2 separate regions of the Zea mays genome follow, and region 1 is linked to region 2. The links are chromatin contacts, called in public Hi-C maps. All regions are on one chromosome and are shown on one strand. Each heading gives the region's core, a stretch centred on a gene start, on an enhancer-like site or on the middle of the called end of the contact. The rest is flanking DNA. Distances are from core to core; before and after follow the strand shown. Region 1 holds the start of LOC103637695 (probable ADP-ribosylation factor GTPase-activating protein AGD8). Region 2 holds the start of LOC541694 (myc transcription factor 7).

Region 1 (2,700 bases), core at 10-2,509, 180 kb after region 2:
GACCTTCGGAAGCCGAAGGCCCCCAACAGTCGTCATCTTCATGGTAACCTAGCTTTTGTTTAGCCTTTGTAAACATATCACTCAAGGAGGGTGTACCAACGAATAGCACGGGCACGTGTCACATGTCAATGAACTTAGCATTTCCATAGGGATCTTCTTCCACATTGCCTCCATGACCATGATATATGCTCAAAAAATTGTCCATCATTCAGTAACCATTATTGATGGTTATTCCCTAACCACCACCCACTAATAACTAACTACTAACTAAGTGCTAACTAATAACTAAATACTAACCAACTAATAACATAGTACTAAGTATAAAATTTGGACATCACCTCCCTGTATGGGGAGGTTACTAAAACCTCCAAATTCAAATCACATTAAACACATGGCGACCTCCATCACCTCAATCAAATCCATATTTATCACATTCAATAAAACTCACATTTACCACATTCAATCAAACTCGCGTTTATCACACTCAACCTAGTTTTTGAACTAAATAACTAACTAAAATCCTAACCAAATAACTAAAATATTAACTATATTAGCTACATACCAAGTTTTCAAACTAAATTAAAACTAAAATACTAATTAAAATACTAACTAATTAACTAAAATACTAAATACCTAATAAAAACTAACTATATATTTAAAATACTAAAAAAACTACCAATGATGGTGGTGGCGTGGGCTGCGACGCAGCTGGGCAGGGCGTGTCGCGAGGATGGAAGCGGCCCACAGCCGCGACGGCGCCCGAGGAGGAGTGGAGCCGGCGTGGCTCGAAGACAGCCGACGCGGGCACGCCGAGTCGCGGCGGTGCCTGGGGACGGGTGGAGCGGCGTGTGGTGGCATGGCGACGGAGAGGGCCAGCGAGCGCAGGAGCGTCAGAGAGGAGAAGGCAAAGAGACGAATGGAGAAAAGCCAGGAAGAACTGATCCGGTTCGGTTTAAAGGGGTAGGCGCCACAGATCTTGGTGCTTACCTCCAAACACGTTGTTGTATAGTTTAAAGGGGGTAGGCGCCAAAATCTGTGGCGCCGCCTACCCCTACCACGTGGGCGCCATATGTCGTCACCATGTTGTCGGACGTGTGCTAGACTTAGATGTCAATGCTATTGACGTCGGCCCGTGTTAGTTAGGCGTCAATAGTGTTGGCGTCGACCTATATGTCATTTTTGAAATGAAACTGAAAAGAGTATATTTCTGAAAATAAAACCGAAAATGGCTAAATTGTAAAAAAAAAAAATTTGGCCGGTATGTGTATGTCTAGGCTCTGCCGCTCTGGGGTCTAGACGACAACGCACGCAAAGGCTGATGCGTATCAACGTATGCGGATGCAGGGGCAGCACCGTCCACCTCCACCATCTTTCCTCTTCCTCCTCGCCTCCACCCCTTCCCTTCCATCTCCTCCCACCCGGCGACTCCTCTTCCTCTCTGCCGCGCCGATCGATTGGCCCACCCATCGATCGAGCACGGGGAAGAAGATTCCAGTCCGGAGTGGTTTCAATTCGGTCGGGTTCGTTGCCCGTGTGGGTGGGCGCTATGGCGGCGATGGATGCCTCGGCAGATAAGAACGCCGTCTTCCGCAAGCTTCGCGCCAAATCGGACAACAAGGTACTGTGGATTAGATTGGATTTTATGGGTGATCGATTTGATTGTGGAGTCGGGATTGATCGCACTTTCTTTTGCTCTGTGTGAGTGCCGCCTGTGCAATATTTTTTGTGTGTGTGCGAATTCCGTTTCTGATGGCGGTGCAAGCGTGCAGATGTGCTTCGATTGCAACGCCAAGAACCCGACGTGGGCGTCCGTCACCTACGGCGTCTTCCTCTGCATCGACTGCTCGGCGGCGCACCGCAGCCTCGGCGTCCACGTCTCCTTCGTCAGGTCGCCTCGCCTCACCTGCTTCTCTTCTCTTCTCACACCTGTCCACGTACGTGGACCTGTGGCCATGCCTAAATGCTTGTAGTATACTGTACTAATCTGCTGCAGTGGATTGATTGATCACATGCACATAGTAGTAATATTAATCTGCTGCAGCAGGTACCGTGACTGATTGATCACATGTTCATATGTACAAGTGCAATATATAATAAATATGATTATTTGAATGAAAATTCTGAATTTTTTCTACTTGATGTGTTTTCTGCTTCTCTTTTTTTCAGTTTTATCTGCTTATAAATTATTTTTAGTGTTCTGGTATGCCTGGCACACTTGTTTGGATGACATGTCATATGTAGTACCGAAGTCTCTTGTGATATGGTGTGGCATATACATGTCCCTGTTTGTTTGAGCTTTTTCCAGCTTCTGGTCACCAAAAGCTGTAGACTGTCAAACGCTCAGCTTTTTAGTCCGTTTCTATAAAAATCGATTTGATAAAAACCCTTCAAAATCAACATAAACACAGAATCGATGAAGTCGTTGCAATAGTAGGAATCTTCCACGAACTCTATGGACACTTTCATCTTCCTCGGCATGTAATCCCCACGATACTTAGATTCTCCTCACAGCCAGATTCTTTCCACAGCCAGATTCTCAGAAAAGCTGGTCAAAAAAGCTGAACCAAGCAGGCCCACATGTTACTAGGCATTATGCTATGCATGATGGAAAGGTCCAAAATTTCGCTTTACTTCCATGTTTACTCGTAATTTTGCTGTGTCACCAGAACAGTATGATGCAAGGTACATCTATAAAGTTCA
Region 2 (2,700 bases), core at 130-2,629:
CTCCCGGGAGCGGTGGTGAGGCTGGCGGTGGCGGCGGGAGGTACCGGCGACGGGTTCCTCCGGGCGTTGCTGTCGGCGCCGAAGCTGAGGATCTCGCCGGACTCGGGCTTGAAGAACGGCGGGGTCGCCGCCAAGGAAGGAGTGGACGCGAAGTCCGAGAAATTGAGCTCCCGGCGGAACGGGCCCTGGTGCGCCTGATTCTGGTGCTGGTGCTGCCGCTGCTGTGGAGCAGCCGGCGCCGGCGGGGGTGGCGGCGCGTGCACGGAGGGGCTGGGGTTCTCCGTGAGCGTGCTCGTGCTCCCGTTCTCAAAATGGATCTGCGGCGGATGCGGCGGAGGCTTGGAGACGGAGATCTCGGCCGACGGGTGCGACAAGGAATCCTTGATGTCCATGACCGGCGCGTCGGCGAGCCATAGCATGGACGGGTCCGTCTCCGCGTGGTCGGCTCCGGCGGCGGGCTGCTGCGACGACGGCGCCTGAGGCTGCACGGGCGGCCACGAGCCACCCCCTGCTCCGCCCCCAAAGAGCGAGCGGATCTTAGCCATGCTCTCGGCGGTCTTGAACACGACGTCGGTGGAGCCGAGCTCGAGCACCCCGGTGCCGACGGGGAAGCAGACCATGGTGCGGAGGCCGAAGTTGTAGGCCTGACGCGCGCGCTCGCACGGCGCGGAGGAGAGGCCAGAGGCGATCCATGTGGGCTGCCCGGCGAAGAGCGCCTGCCCGGGGAGGCCCGAACCGTTGAGAAACGACTGCGTCATGGAGACGAGGAAGAACCACTCGGTATCGGTGACCTCCTCCTCGACGGCCTCGTCGGGAGCCGCCGCCGCGCCGGAGATGAGGGAGTTGAGCTCGCGGAGCACGCGCTTGCGGTGCTCCTGCTCGGCCTGGGCGGAGGGCGTGAGCGGCTTCTGCTTGCGCTTGTCTTCGTCGCAGCCCTTGTAGTAGCCGTCCCCCCAGCCGAGCAGCGAGGCGCCGGTGGCGGAGTCAAGGGAGGACTGCCAGAAGATGGCGTAGGTCCAGGTCTCCCTCGACCCCTCTATCATGGCTTGTAGCCTCTGCTGCAGCGTGTCCTGGTTGAACCCGGGAGCCGTCGCCGCTGGCATCTGCGGCGGCGGCGGCGACGCCGCGGCGGCCGACGAGTTGCCGCCCCCGGCCGGCGCTCCCCAGGGGAAGGTGGGGAGGTCGGCAGAAGCCATGAAGGCCTCCATCATGGAGGCGTTGTCGTCCGTCCACAGGTTCATGGGGGAGGGCAAGGTGCAGTAGACCCGACGGAAAGAGGAGGAGAAATGGTGGGTGGAGACTGGGAGAGAGAGAGGGCGAAGGGGAAAGCGAAGGAAATGGTTCAGAATGCGGATTCCGTGGGATTATGGCGCAAACCCGAAAACGCCCGAGCCAAGGATGGGCGCTTGTCTCGCTTCTTGTCCGGCTGGGCGAGGGCAAATACGGGAACATGTCGTCGCCCGGGGTCAGGGCGGGACCAGGTAAAACGGGTAATCCCTCAGGTTGATTTAGGAGGGCAAACCTACATTCCAGGGCCAGGTTTGTGTAACCGCCGGGTTCCTAGCCCGCCTCCTACGAAATGGGCCCGGTTGTCAGTCAGATATCATGGTGTATAGGCCATAGGAATTAGGAGACATTTTCGTGGTTATTAAGGTTGCATACTTTGCTAAATCTCACGTGGGACTCGATAGGAGATCAAGCCCGCCTAGTGAGCTAGTCGAAGATATAGAACCTATTTGTTTTAACTTATAATACATCTGGAACTCTATATTATACTCTCTCTCTATTTTAAATTAAAATTCATTTACATAATTAATGAATGCATACAATACACATAGTATTTAATTTATATGTTATATATGTATATATATATATATATATTCATCATCCATTTAAATATAGATATAAAAACAAGAGCTAAAACGACTACTGTTTTGAGACAGAGAAAGTATAATTTAACTTAAATAATCTAGATGGGAAATAAACAGACACGTTATTGAACCTGATTTTATATAATCTAGAGGTTAATCCTATACATATGCTTACTTTAGCTTATTCGGTAAAAAGACCCACTATCGTGATAACTTGAGGAGGAATTACCTACCATTGCCACACCTTACACACACAAAATGTTTCATCTATTTTTCATTGCTCCCACTACGCAGCACATGAATAAAAGCAATATCTATACTACCTATTAAGACTCTAAGGGGTAGGCTGCCCCTGACATGTTCTGCCTTCCAGCGATCTGGACCGTCCAATACGCCATAAAGTCCCTCTGTCGTCCGATGTGTGCGCCCTCTTCCCCGACGCACACCTGCTCGCGATTCCTGTTTTGCCTCCCCTATTCGGATCCAAAACCCTAAGCGGCGGCGGCGCGGCGCCCGCAGCCTGGATCCCAAGTCCCGCTCCCCCTGTCAAGCAATCGTTCCTCCACTATGCTTACCTATCCCACGCCGCGTCGGCCTGCTTGTCCGCCCTCCCGCTCCCCCGGGGACCGTTGGTCGTCGCTTTCCAGGGGCCTCGACGTGCCCAACCTGACGAAGTGATGCGGGAGGTTCGTCTCCACCACGCCCTGCCCCAGGCGCTTCGACCTCCGCCTTCACATCCATCGCGAGCATGAGGCGGGCAAGACGGAGTCGTCGTCGAGCTCACCGTGCACAGCCGTTGTCGCAATTCTGAGATGTTTCGTATCCCCAA

Evidence for each region. A called contact is a pair of places that touch in the nucleus more often than the background predicts.
Region 1: a Hi-C map of tassel shows a contact between it and region 2, with 7 times the contacts expected there. The contact joins the promoter of LOC103637695 here to the promoter of LOC541694 in region 2. A contact is called at or near these places in 8 of 25 Hi-C or Micro-C datasets (bundle sheath, ear, leaf and 1 more).

The regions. Positions count from the first base shown.
Region 1 is chr1:99,948,924-99,951,623 of Zm-B73-REFERENCE-NAM-5.0, forward strand. LOC103637695 (probable ADP-ribosylation factor GTPase-activating protein AGD8) reads left to right here and starts at 1,260. Exons shown (of 7, transcript XM_008660358.2): 1 at 1,260-1,618; 2 at 1,770-1,888. The coding sequence starts at 1,319.
Region 2 is chr1:99,765,742-99,768,441 of Zm-B73-REFERENCE-NAM-5.0, forward strand. It overlaps LOC541694 (myc transcription factor 7), which reads right to left and starts at 1,380. Exons shown (of 1, transcript NM_001348556.1): 1 at 1-1,380. The coding sequence starts at 1,241.